Linked DNA regions of Rattus norvegicus: region 1 is linked to region 2. A link is a contact called in public Hi-C data. All regions are on one chromosome and are shown on one strand. The core of a region is the stretch at or near the end of the contact, and the rest is flanking DNA. Distances in the headings are between cores, read along the strand shown. Region 1 overlaps Spata13 (spermatogenesis associated 13). Region 2 overlaps LOC120097002 (a long non-coding RNA gene).

The links. Hi-C and Micro-C count contacts between places; a contact is called where the count stands out from the background.
Region 1: a contact with region 2 is called in a Hi-C map of Schwann cells, with 5 times the contacts expected there. The contact joins two enhancer-like sites. A contact is called at or near these places in 2 of 12 Hi-C or Micro-C datasets (Schwann cells and hepatocytes).

The regions. Positions count from the first base shown.
Region 1 is chr15:39,067,660-39,074,905 of GRCr8, forward strand. It overlaps Spata13 (spermatogenesis associated 13), which reads left to right. Exons shown (of 13, transcript NM_001191686.1): 7 at 1-186; 8 at 2,617-2,796; 9 at 4,402-4,634; 10 at 6,110-6,239. Among named protein-coding and RNA genes, the nearest start is that of C1qtnf9, 20 kb to the right of the region's middle. Within about 2 kb of position 5,817, at least 45 of the 93 cell types and tissues checked have an H3K27ac peak or open chromatin away from gene starts, as enhancers often do. A contact at or near this core is called in Schwann cells, where this site is marked.
Region 2 is chr15:38,844,496-38,851,441 of GRCr8, forward strand. The region is part of intron 3 of LOC120097002 (a long non-coding RNA gene); the gene reads left to right. It overlaps LOC120097003 (a long non-coding RNA gene), which reads right to left. Exons shown (of 2, transcript XR_005493999.2): 2 at 6,781-6,946. Among named protein-coding and RNA genes, the nearest start is that of Spata13, 110 kb to the right of the region's middle. Within about 2 kb of position 3,341, at least 2 of the 93 cell types and tissues checked have an H3K27ac peak or open chromatin away from gene starts, as enhancers often do. A contact at or near this core is called in Schwann cells, where this site is marked.

The DNA.
Region 1 (7,246 bases), core at 4,567-7,066, 230 kb after region 2:
CTTCGAGTCAACCAGGAGGAGCTGCCCGAGCCCTGCAGCAGCTCCCAGGGGGAGGAGCAGGACGAGGACGCCAGCAAAGCCCGCCACAAGCACCCCGAGAGCCAGCAGCAGATGCGGACCAACGTCATCCAGGAGATCATGAACACCGAGCGAGTGTACATCAAGCACCTCAAGGACATCTGCGAGGTCAGTGTCAATCAGGTTACCACCTCCTCCGACCCAGTGCGTCTCATTAGATTCTCAGGCATGGCACTGGGTTGCTGCCACACGGGTGAAAATGTGGTCCTACTTGGCGATGCCGCCATGGTCTTTTCGGTGATAATTGGTATCAGGAGTCAGGGGGAGACGGTGTGTGACTGTGTAGCAACTGCTGGGATTATGGACACTGACTTCCATGTCCAGCTTTTTATTCAGTGGGCTTACCTGGTTTTGGAGAACTGACCATTAGTCTACTGATGGAAAGCTGGAAGGCTGCCCTCCTGAGCTGGCTGTCATTTTGTGGATCCTGTGAGCTGCATAGCTCTGGATGTTGATGTCAGCGCTGCTCCTTCAGCTCTGAGCACTCAGTGCTGGTGACAAGCTTACGTCAGGACACTCAGTGCTAGTGACAAGCTTACGTCAGGACACTCAGTGCTAGTGACACACTTAAGTCAGGACACTCAGAGCTAGTGACAAGCTTACGTCAGGACACTCAGTGCTAGTGACAAGCTTACGTCAGGACACTCAGTGCTAGTGACACACTTAAGTCAGGACACTCAGAGCTAGTGACAAGCTTACGTCAGGACAGCCTGTTGTGGCATGGATGAGCATGGCCTGATACTGCTTGCCTCCCTGCTGCACAAGCCTGTGGGCTTTAAAGTCACAGTTCCGGCTAACCACTGAGGAGCCCAGACTGTGGACTGCCCTGTTACCTGGCTCAGCTCCTGTCACTATTATCTCTGGGCACACGTCCTCTTAGTTGCCTGTTGCAGATGAGGGAACTGAGACCTTGAAATTTAGAGGAAGGGTTGGAAGACAGGGTGCCCCTAAGCTTAGAATCTGCATTGTCAAAGTGTGTGTTCTTTTAAAATTCATACAAGAATAGAGTGATTTAGGGTCTTGCTGCACATGCGTGAGGATGTGAGTCCGAAACCCTAGAATCAACATGAAACCTGGCCATGGTAGCCGTGTCTCTAACCCCAGCACTGGGAGGCGGAGATGGACAGATCCCATGGCCTCTCTGGTCAACCAATATAGCCAAAACTGTGAGTCCCAGTTACTGAGACATTCTGTCTCTGTCTCTGTCTCTGTCTCTGTCTCTGTCTCTGTCTCTGTCTCTGTCTCTCTGTCTCTGTCTCTGTCTCTCTGTCTCTGTCTCTCTCTCTCTGTGTCTGTGCCTGCCTGCTTCTCTCTCTCTCTCTCTCTCTCTCTCTCTCTCTCTCTCTCTCTTTCACACACCCACCCACCCCCCCCCACACACACACACACGGAGAGGTAATTAAGATCACATGTACCTGAATGGGCAGGCCTACCCACACACCCTTATACTACACATGCATGTTCACGTATGAAGAAGGCAGTGGTTTATTTTTTTATTAAATGGTCAGTTCTGTTTAAGCATACAATGCTACTTAAGGTAACTGTACGTGCATATATGGCCTTTCCTTCCTGTACCACTAACTCTTCCAAGCCAGAGCACAGCCCCGATCATGTGACTAGGAAAGTAGTAGTTAGTTAGATCTTTTGGTAGGCACAGACCTCAGGTGATCTTTAGTAGATGTTCAGACCCCTGTACATAATTATATAGACCCCTGCTATATAATGAAAGCAGGCGATGACGGAGTCCATGGCTAGACGTTCTTGTGTCTTTGCCATGATTTAACAAACCAACCCCACATTGACTCAGGTTATCAGACTTGATAGCAAGCCTTCACACACTAAGCTCCTTCATCTCCCTGGCTGGGAAAGTTAGAATCTAAAAAGTGTGGAATATGAAGGCAGACATGTCACATATCTGGAAGCCTGGCAGTGAGTAGGTAGAGATTGGTGGATTCCTGGCTGGATCTTTACCAGCCAGCCTTGTCTATTTGGAGAGTTCCAGTCCAGAGGACTGTGTTTCAAATGAAAAGGACTTCCTGAGGAAGGACACCCAAGGCTGGCCTCTGACTCTCATCTATGAACATACACACGCTGCACCCTGACACGAATGCATGTATGCACAGTGCATACAGCGACAACACGCATTTGTAAACTCTTCTGTTTGAAACTCACTTCTGGAAACTTGGAAGCCGGTCACATGAAACTTTTCACTTTCATTTTGTTCTTAAAAATATCTATGGCGAATTATAGTTGTAGAAGTATGACTGTCTTCATCAGCCTCACGGAGATAAAAATAATTCTCTCTAATTTACCCCACCTTGGGAATGGTGCTCCATACATGTCATCCCTCAGCACACGGGAGTCTACACCAGAAGGGCTGCAGAGTTTGTGACCAGCCTGAGCTACATAGTGAGAGCCGATCCTAAAATTAAACTAAAATTCAGTCCAAGACTATGACATTGGGCCAAAACACAAGCAGCAACAAACTGTCCTGTTGAACTGTCTCTAAACGACACGGTTTGCTTTTGTTCTTTGCAGGGCTACATCCGACAGTGTCGTAAGCACACGGGAATGTTCACCGTTGGGCAGCTAGCCACTATTTTCGGAAACATTGAAGACATTTACAAATTCCAAAGGAAGTTTCTGAAAGACCTCGAGAAACAGTACAACAAAGAAGAACCTCACTTAAGTGAGATAGGATCCTGCTTTCTTCAGCACGTATGTGACCCTTCCTCCATTAATCACATCCTGTCAGACAATAGCGTAGAAAGATACCTTGGCCAGAGACATTCCAGAGGCTTCTGCCTTGCCTCATGTACTGCCATTAGGTAGATAGGAGTCTTCTTCCCACAAGAGTGAGTGATCCAAGGTCACATGCTCATAGGCAGATGGCAACACAACCTCCGAGGTTCAATGCTGGTGACATGAGTTATTGACACTTACTATTCGACTGACTATAGCCGACAGTAGAAGAGTTCAGAGATCTTATTACTGTGCTTAGGAAATAGTTCTAGTAGTGCTAACAACAGCAGCAATATCCCCTCACTTCCTGGGTGCTGGCCCCGGTGGTTTTCTAGAGGCAGGAGGCTAGAGCTGGCGAGGATAGACCTTTAATTGCTGAGCATGGAGGCTCCTTAGGAAGGCAGTCAGGAGTGGGTCCCTGGGTGTCCAAGCATCTTTGAGACCTGTGTGGCGAGTAGTCTGGTCCTGTGGGTGGCTAGGGAGAGGCTTTGAGGTGAGCAAAAGCAGGGCAAGAGCAATCAGGTGAGTGGCCTCAAGCACAGAAGATCCTTAACTGCTGGTCGCTGCCATGGTCAGCCCTGTTGGGTAATGATAGCCCAGGGTACAAGGAAAAGGAGACGTTTTAAAAGGTATCTTCCAAGGAGTCTGGCAAGGCTAATTGTACCAGCAAAGAAAGAGCAGTGGTCTCTGGTATCTATGCAATGGAGGTAGCAGGTAGGAGGTGGGAAATCACGTGGAGGGGAAGGGGGACTTGGGAAACCTGCTGCATTTACGCTCAGTCAGGCATGCATGGTGGGATGGGGGAAACAGGAAGGAAGGACAGTTGTGAGCGCATGGCCCAACAACTCTTCGAGGCTGGAGAAAAGGTGGTGGCTAGGAATGTAGACTCGCACCCAGTGGCAGGGCTTTTTTTTTTTTTTTTTTTTTTTTTTTGGTTCTTTTTTTCGGAGCTGGGGACCGAACCCCGGGCCTTGCGCTTCCTAGGTAAGCGCTCTACCACTGAGCTAAATCCCCAGCCCCAATGGCAGGGCTTTTTTAAAGCAATGTCTACCTAGTCCTGAGGGAAAGGATTGCTGGGCAGAGGAAAGAGTGCAGCTCCATCCCAGGAGGGCGGACAGCATGAGAGTGGCAGGGCAGCAGTGTGGCTGCCCCTCAGAGTGAGACGGTTGAGAGAAGGGACATGGATGGAACCTTTCAGTCAGAGAAGGTGTAACACGTGGAACTAGCCCCAGGGGATAGCTAGGGAGTGCGTCGGCATCCTGTGGTACCTCCAAGCCAGAGTTTATCAGTGGAAGGAGGGGGTGAGGATGTTGAGCCTCACTCAGAGCATTGCTTTGCCCCTCTGCTGTACCAGCTGCAGGCTCAGGAACTGAGCGAGCACAGTGGTAGGATACCCTCTACCCTTCCTTAGAGAGAACCCAGCTACCACTACCTCCGTACCACAATCTTCCTACTCACCAGCCATAAAGGCCAGCATCAAGTCTGGATTGCCCTACGGTCTTGGCCTGTCCCCCTCTTCTCCAAGAGTGTCCTCACTGTCAGCCCAGAGCCGCTGACTGATGAGGTTGCCTTCCCTTCCAGCAAGAGGGCTTTGCCATCTACTCTGAGTACTGTAACAACCACCCAGGAGCCTGTGTGGAGTTGTCCAACCTCATGAAGCAGAGCAAGTACCGGCACTTCTTTGAGGCCTGCCGCCTGCTCCAGCAGATGATCGATATAGCCCTGGATGGCTTCCTCCTCACACCGGTGCAGAAGATCTGCAAATACCCGCTGCAGCTGGCTGAGCTGCTCAAGTACACCACCCAGGAGCACAGGTAAGCCAGGGGCCACCCAGAGACCATGGAACCAAGCACCAGCCAGCCTGGTGCTTCTGCAACGGCAGGGACAGGTGGTGGTGGTGGTGGTGGTGGTGGTGGTGGTGGTGGTGGTGGTGGTGGTGGTGGTGGTGGTGTGGTAGATTTACTACACGGCCTCTGAGCTTCATGGAAGAAGTTTTTCAGATGTTTACAGTGCTTATTGCTTTAACAGAGTATGTGAAGATATTCTATGACTTCCAGAAATAGAAAAACAAAAGAATTCTATTGGTTTTGGTTTGTTTGGTTTTTTCCTGACAGAGTTTCTCTGTGTAGCCCTGGCTGTCTTGGAACTCACTCTGTAGACCAGGCTGGCTTTGAACTCAGAGATCTGCCTATCTCTGCCGCCCAAGTGCTGGGATTAGAGGTTGTGCCATCACAGCTGGCTCCTTTCCTCTCCCCGCCCCCCCACCCCCCGTCCCCTGTCTCCCTCCCTTCCTCCCTCCCTCCCTTCCTCCCTCTCTCTTTATATAAAACAAAACAAAAAAAAAAGTTCTAGAAAAAAAGGCAACAGCAAAACTGCTTAAATTCTGCCCTTCCTCAGGGACTTTTAACAAAAAAACATTGTCCCTTTTCTTTGCCGGGGTCCACTTCTTGGGCAGTTCCAGTCTTGTTTGTTTTGCCTCCCGCCCTGCCTCTGAGAATAGCCTGTGAAGACAGGACTTGCTCTGCGGACAGTCCTGCAGACTTCCAAGGACTGGAGCTCCCTTGTGTCTGGTCCCCCGCCTCTGCTCTCAAGCCTGTTGAGATTCTAACTCAGTCCATCAGGGTCCTTGCTGTGCCTTCACACGAGCCCAAGTGCTCCCGCCTGTTGACTGAATTGCTGGTTTACAACATCCGCAAAAGACTTCCACTGAGTGAAACCTGAGCGTAACATTTTCTTATAGAGGCACGCAGTGTCCTAGCCTCTGTGTAAATTGCAAATTTTGATTTTAGGGTTTTCAGTACTTGACAGTTTTAGAGGCGTGGGCTGGGGCACTGCTGGAAGACTATGAGGCTGTGTTGTTCATGGCCTTTCATGTCCCTCCTGAAACAAGTAGAAGGTGAGACTCGATGCAGATGATTTTGAAGCAGCTATATATAGCAGAAGTGGCTGTGTCGAAATCAAAACCGAGATCAAGGACAGCTCTCTGTACTAGTGAGAATAATTCACAGTTGCTATGACTAACACTTGGTTTCTGTGGCATTTACTTTCATTCATGGTGATTTCTGGGAAATGAGTGGCAACATTCTTATTCCAAAAGAATTGTGAATCGAGTTCCCTCAGCTCACTTAACCTGTGCACACTGTGGTCCATTCACCGGGAACAATGGCTCCTACTCAGAGCCTTGTCTAGACCATTCGCATACAAATCCGGGGACTGAGCGCCCTTATTTTGTCAGCCCTTACTTGTGAGCTGCATGTCTTGCAATTAAACTGGACTTCCCACTTTGCAGCGACTACAACAATATAAAGGCGGCCTATGAAGCCATGAAGAATGTGGCCTGCTTGATCAATGAACGCAAGCGTAAGCTAGAGAGCATCGACAAGATCGCCCGCTGGCAGGTGTCCATCGTGGGCTGGGAGGTGAGTGCCACTCACACATGCGCAGCGAGGCCCAGTGACACATACTTTAGCTCCCGTGATTGGCGCTGTGCGTTCTGGCTTTAATGGAATGTTAATTTGGAGGGATTTTTGACATACAATGCCTCCAAAAACATTAAGTCTGAGTAGGTGAGGTGGCTCAGAGGGTAAAGGTGCCAAACCACAGATGTGACTTTAATCCCCAGGCCCCACGTGGTAAAAGGAGAGGACTCACCCCTGCGAGTTGTCCTCCAGCCTCCACACGGGCGATGTGACCCACGCGTGACCATACACTTACATATATGCATACACACTACGTAGACAATTAAAAGTAATTTTTAAAAGGCACAAGGACACTAGTACATTGGTTAGTGTCTGGTCCTCTGACCTGCAGAGCCAGTTCCCACACAGTCATAGAACACAGCAATAGGAGCATGGGGGACCCGAGTCAGGTGACATATTTGGGTCCTATATGATTGAAGCAAATTATCTTTTATTGTCTCTAAGTTGAGGAGGAAAACATTACTTCTGAGGCTACATGATCATTATTTAATAGCACAGATAATCCTACCTGATAGTAATGGTCCAATGGGTGTACTTAGCCTTATTTGCACACCCATCTGCATGTGCGTGTGCTCACACATGCACACACATGTCAGAGTATGTTGTGCCTTACCATGTTCACCACGTTCACATTTATGAATGCAGGGAATCCTCTCAGTGCTCCTTAGAAGTAGGCATCACTCACGGGACAGGGAGAAGGCCCTGAAAGGTTTAAGTACCTTCTCCAGGCCCAGGAATCTGGACTGCTCACCTCTGCAGTAAAATGGCAGCTAAGAACAGCCTTTAACATTGTTGCTAAACCAGACATGGGTCACTGTATCTACCAACTAATCAGAACTGGCTTTCACAGACTGAGGAGGTATTGGGTGAGAAGGCAGGAATTGGGCTGGAGTTACTGAGAACAGGGTTGGCTACAGAGAAAATGCTTTTCCCAGGAGCCCTGAGCA
Region 2 (6,946 bases), core at 2,091-4,590:
TGAACCTCTGAGAATATGGAAGGTTAAGTCCTGGAAGTGACAGGTAGCTGAGCCGAGGTGAGTCCAAGTCTTAATCACAGCATATTGAGTAGTAATTAGATTGGGTGGAGAAACCGATCCTGCTACCCAGAAGCCGGGTGTAAACCCAGCTGTGTTCTAAGGCCCAGTGAGATTTGGAAAGGCAGATAACCTTGTGGGCCTGTGGCCTCTGGAAGACAGGCACAGATGCTGCCATCTGGCCCAGTGAAAGAAGACACAAAGACATCCAAGCACCCACTGTGTAAAGTTCCCTCCCTGTGAGGAGGAAGTGCCTGGAGGAACTCCGACCAGGGCTCTCCACTGTGGATGCAGATTACACCAAGTGAGAGAATGGAGCCTCTGGGCTTTGAACTTTAAACCCCACAGTAGTTTATATACCGTTTCTCTCTGAGTTTGGGTGATCCTTTGTTACAATTCCTGTCCTGGTAACTTTTAATTTTTAATTCGGCACAACCTAGAGTCACCTGGGAAGGAAGGAACCTAGTTGAGGAGCTGACCAGATCAGACTGGCCAGTAGACACGTCTGTAAGAGACTGTGTTGATTCATGATTAGCATGGAGGGCCCAGCCTGCTGTGTGCTGCACTGCACCTAGGCAGGCAGTCCAGGGTGTATAAGCAAGCTGGCTGAGAGTAAGCTAGTGAACAGTGCTGTTGTGGTTCCGCTTTAGTTCCTCCTTGAGCCCCTGCCCTGGCCTCCCTCAGGGACAGACCTGCAAGTGTAAACTAAATAAAGCCTGTCCTCTCCAAGTTCTTTTGGTCAGTGTTTTATCATACGGGAGGAGAGCACCCAAGAGCAACTCCTTTTACGGAACTTTCCCCCTATTTTTGAGGTTAAGCTACAGCTGGCCAATCGGACGCAACTTTTCAGAAGAGAATGCAGTATAAACGAAGGTACTGCAGTGTGGTCCACCAGGAAGCCTTGAGACAGTGCTGTGCGATGGTGGCTGGGTCCTGGAGAATCACGGGAAGCCACTGTGGACAGAAGCAAAGATATAGAAAGGTGTCCTGCCCTCGGCCTGTGCCTTGTTTAAAGGAGCAGCGGAGCGGGGTTAGAATGGCTGAAGTCTGTCCACTTAGCTTGATTCAAGCCCAAACCATACCACAAAGTTCCTCAAGCCACGCTCCAGGTTCTGCAAAGGTTGTTTATTGGAATGAAAGCAGCACGCTCCCTTTTTACACTCGCCCGGCAAATCAAGATTACATGTGTTACTACTATTGGTTGTTTAAATAGGATTTTTTAACTGAACTTTGGGGATAGTCTTTCCTCTTCCTCTTACCCCCTCTCCCCTCTCCCCCTCCCTCTCCCCCTCCCCCTTCCCCTCCCCCTGGAGCTCCCCCTTCTCTCTCTCTCTCTCTCTCTCTCTCTCTCTCACACACACACACACACACACAGACACACATACACACTCACACACATAAGTGCACACTTAAGTGTGTGGCTATGGTTGTGTGGCTGGGTGTTACCTTGGTTGACTAACGTAGCATCTGGAACATACTATGTCTACATCTGAGGCCAATGCCTCAGCTTCAGAATCTCACATGCAAATGCCCTGGTATCAAAAGTGTCCTATAAAGCTAAGCCAACAAATCGGTGACAGCTTCATCAGATAAAGTTGTTGGAGATGCTGACTGTGATGGTTTGTATATGCTTGGCCCAGGGAGTGGCACTATTTAGGAGGTGTGGCCTTGTTGGAGTGGGTGTGGCCTTGTTGGGGTGGGTGTGGCCTTGTTGGAGGAGGTGTGTCACTGTGGGCACAGGCTTTAAGACCCTCATCCTAGACGCCTGGAAGTCAGTAGTCTCATAGCAGCCTTCAGATGAAGATGTAGACCTCTCAGCTCCTCCTGTACCAGGTCTGCCTGGATGCTGCCATGCTCCCACCTTCACGATACTGGACTGAACCTCCGAACCTGTAAGCCAGCCCCAATTAAATGTTGTCCTTATAAGAATTGCCTTGGTCATGGTGTTGCTCACAGCAGTAAAGCCCTAACTAAGACACTGACAAACTGACTTAGATCAAGAATCATGGTGGTGATAAGAAATACTCTGTTCTATTACTCCAATTTTCTTGCCTCCAATTTGAGTAGAAAAGTATGCATTGGGGCGTAGAGGAGAAAGGGGTAAGGGAAGGGCACATGGCAGGTTAAGGTGTGGCCTTCATTCCCGGCCATCAAATAAAAACGTCACATCACACTGTGCCTCAAAAGGAGAAGTCCCTGGGCTCTTTTGGGCCGAGGATGGAGAGAATCTGTGACCAGGGGCTGCTTCATAAGACCATTAGTATTAGGATCTAAAGACCAGGCTTGCGGTCCTCCACCCACAGCCAGAGCCTTTCACTGTCCTGTCAAGAAGAGCTGCTTTACAAAGCCTTTTCTGAGAATACAGTAGCGACCCCTTGCTCCTGGGTCCCACCTGGAACACGGAGACCGACTCTGTCCTATAGCAGGCAGGTTGACTGTCTCTAGGAACAGAGGCACAGGTGCTGACAGTTCACAGCACGCCTGTGTACACAAGGGGGAGTGTCAGGTAGAGCATGGGTGTGGATCACAAGACAACGCAGCTTTCAGGAGGTACCAGACACGTGACTCCTGCTGTTACTCCCACATCTTGGGGATGTTGTATTTGTCCCAAAGGTTTATGGGTAAGCGCCGTTGGTTTAGGTGAAATTTCAAGCTCTAACAGTGAGAAATGAAGGAAAAGTAATTTAAACTGTGGGAAGGGCTGCGGTGGAGAGGGAGGACCCTCCAGATGCTTTCTAGGTGCATGCGGACACTTCCCATTCTCACAGCAATGCAGCTTGCTGGATGAAGCAAGCAGGCCCATAGACCACTTTGGTCAGAGACACGTGTGGTTCTACACACGCCCCTAACTCACCATCTTTCTGAGTTAACTGCAGGGACAGAAATTCATTAAATGCACCATGCATGTAATTACATATAATATAATTTGAGGAGCTTGATCAAAATGAACATCCCTGGAGAGCCTGTCCCCAGCTAGCCAGCAGGGTGGCTGAGAGGTTCAGGCTTACAAAGTTTGAGAACAGGCATACAGAAACACAACTTTAATCTCTCTCTCTCTCTCTCTCTCTCTCTCTCTCTCTCACACACACACACACACACACACACACACACACACACACACCATCTCCACAGCCCTAAGAGAACGAATATTTGAAAAATAGGGTCCTCCTTGAATTCGTCCCCGAGTTTTGTGCCTCATAACTTTAATGGGTAAGTGAGTGTCCCTTCAAAACAGAGAAAGGACAAAGTGCTGTGTGACCGCAGCTCACAGTGAAAGGTCACATTCTTTGCAATCCAGTTTCGTAATTCTCTTCTAACTCAGATCTTCCAAGAAATAGCCTTCCTCACAGACTTGAGGACCACACGCAGAAAAGTGAGATACCCCTCCAGACCAGGGCAGCAGGGAAGACAGTGGGGACGTTTAAACCTCACCTCTGCTGTAGGGACACAGAAGCGTGGACATTTCATCTTCGCTGTTTGGGTGGCAGTGTAGGTAGAAGTTGGTAGATTGTCGTTGTGCATTTTGCTTTACGGGAAGGAAGCTGGAGAGCCCAGGCCTGTCCACCCCCTCTCATGGTAGGAGACCTGACAGAGAGAACGGTTTGCCTGTGCCTGTGACTCCAGGCACCTTGCAGGGCAGGTTTGGGGGCTGATCTGCCCCCTGCCCGCATTGCCTGGGCCTCTCTTGTAACCCCAGATTCCTCCTTTCTCCATTATTCCTTTGAATCTTTTTCCTCTTTGAACATATCTTCTAAAAATAAAACTCAAGGCTGTTGAGTTTGTGAGCTTCTCCTGTCAGTGGGATTTCCAGTTTCATTGCACCTACACGGTGCCCTCCCTGCGGGACCTGCAGAGGGCTTTCTTGGCATATTTTCTGGGAATCTGCAACTGAAAAATTGTCTTTTAATAACTGACCGATTTCCTGTTATCAAAGGAGATTTATAACCCTCTTCCAGAAAACCCAGAGCTGAATATAACATTCAGCCATGGCCTCTGGACCACCCTAAAGATGTTTTCCCCTCCCATGATGAAGTTCTAAAGTGTGCACTTCAGCTCCATTCGATTTTGAGCCAAAGCTCCTTAGAAACATGGTCCTTTGAAGAAGTGTTCTATTCATTAATTTTTAAAGCATACAAAGTTCTAGGTTTTGTTAGAGCATTTTATGCATACACAACATTGTCCTGTGCTCATCTAACACCCCCAACTCTCTCTGTTATTCCTCCTCTCCCTTTCCCAGGCCGTCATGTCCCCAAACAAAACCATAAGATTGCTAAGTTGAAAGCCAAGTATGGTGGTACACACCTATAATCCTAGCATCCAGAAGGCTGAGGCAAGAAAATTGTCCTGAGTTCAAGGTCGGTCTGGGCCACAGAATGAAACCTTGTCTCAAATAAACAAAAATACACCCACATGTGCATGTGCACACACACACACAAGCACACACACAAGCATGCACACACATGCATGCACACACAGGCACACACATACAATTGAACTGGGTAGACCACACAATACAAGTCATTGTTGTCGTAAGCCCTGAGAGTGCTTCAGAGTGAGTGTTCTTATAGAAGAAACGTGGCCGTGAGATGACACGGTGGCAGTACCAGGCTTATGACACAGAGCAGAGACACTAAACCAAGGAACAAGGAACGCTCACGGTTGGATGGAGGAACATTGAGGCTTAATGTGAGTTTCTCTTAGCAATTAATGTAAAACGTCACGGGATAAAATCATCTTTGTACTTCACAGAGAAAAAAATGAAAAGCAGAGCCACAGGGTCCCTGTGACTTGGGACACCAGCAGGAAACCATGGGCCCTGGTCCTTAGACAACCCACTGTTATGGTGCTGAGGGCTGCTGCCTTTAGTCAGAGGGATCGGAACCAGGAACTGCACGGGCAGAAGGATTCCAGGCTGGGCTCACTTTCATTTGTTTTTGTTTGTTTGTTTGTTTGTTTGTTTGTTTTGGTCTTTTTAAAAAGTATTTCTTGATTGAGTGTATGTGTGTGTGTATGGATGTTTGGTCTGCCTGTATGTCCTGCAGCACATGCATGCCTGGTACCCAGAGGCCAGAAGAGCCTGTCAGGTCTCTGACACTGGAGTTACAGATGGTTGTGAGCCACCATGTGGATACCGGGACTCAAAGCCTGGTCCTCTGGGAGAGCTTTGAACCCCTGAACCATCTCTAGCCCTTGAGTTTCATTTTCTTACTCTATCAAATGGGGTCACAGTCCTCACGCCCACTGAGCAGCCCAGAAAAGGAAACCGTATGGCTTATCAGAGGAACGAGTGCAGTGTCTGAAGTTTCCTCTGAGATTTGAATGTACCTTGTCAGAAGATGAACCGTGGCAGTTTCTGTCTCATAGAGAATCCTGTGCACAGCTTTACATTAGATTTTAAACGATGATTAAAAACAAAATCAAAAGACAAGCCGTCAGTTATTACGTATGCAGAGACATTCATATCTCGCTAGTGTTCTGTTCCCTTGATTTCTCCAGCCTGCAAACTCATGTAAGATTCCAAACTCACAGATTCCAGGAGCTCGCCTTCTGTCCCCCTTGCTCACAACTGACCACTAGAGGGCACCCGCTATCCTGTATCCACTACCTAACACCCTATGGATGGGCTGTGTCTGGTCAGTAATTCACACACATGGAGGCTTGCATTTTGTGCTTGGTTTCTTTCCCTCTCGTTTGCAAGATATACCATGGCATGTGTAGAACAAGAGCTCGCTCGTTCCTTTGGCTCTACAGATCACCTGATACCTCAGCTCTTCGTTCCAACAGTGATGGGATTCACATTTGCAGAGCAAGGACTCTGAAGCCATGCCACCGTGAAATTCTTGCGTGTGCCTTCTACTATTCAACCTGTATTGCTGACCGGAAGGCATGAATTCAGCTTCAGCCAATCCCATTTTACGCTCAGTGGAGTGTAGGTGGCCCTCATCCTCGATAAGCAGTATAGAAATCTCTTCTCTTTGGGTTTGGAGTCTCCAGAGGAGCGGGGCCAACAGAATATGAACGTACAGTTTGTGCATTTCTGCGCAGACATGAGAAGGAGATTCGTTTGCAGAGTCTGGCTATTGTGAAAACTATGAGGTCCCAGGATCTCCTATCTGTAAGCTAGAGAATCAGGAAAACTGGTGATGTGCTCAGTCCACACCCTAAGGTCTGAGAACAGGGAAGCCAGCACCACCCCAAGTACTGTCCCTAGTTTTCAGGGCCAAGAACTAGAAGTCCCAAGCCCAAGGGCAGGCCCAGAGCGGCCCAGCTGCCTGCTTTTCTGCTACTCTCTTGGTCACTGTGAGTTTTGTTGCTGTTGTCTTGTCTTCACCAAAGTCGCTCTACCTTGTGCCCTTCTGTCCTGACGTGGCCCTCGATTGATTGGACGGTGCTCACTCACACTAGAGAGAGATAACCTCCTTTTCTCAGTCCACTATTCAAACACCGATCCCTCCTGGAAACACCTCACAGACACACCTGGAAATAGCTACCTGCTAACTGGTCATCCCTTAGCACAGCAGGTTGATAGGCAAATCCCCTCTCCCGTACCCTGTGCCTCCTTGTGCATTTTATTTGCAATCCCAGATGACTGGCGGGCCCGCTGCATGTTTAACATTACATTATGTCATTTAGATAAATTAAAGCACTTGTCTATACCAACAACACAGGCCCAAACACATGGAGAAACTGAAATGTAAACAAACTTGACAGGGCACAGATAGAATGAAGGCTTTCAATATTCTTATTGAAGAGTTCAGATGAATTGACCTCACATAGTCGAAGACAAATAGAATTCTTAAGGCAGTCTTTCCTCATGCAAAAATATATGTGAAATATGCAGCACAAAGTTGGAAATATGTAACTTTTCCTTGCTTTTTTGTCTTTCAAA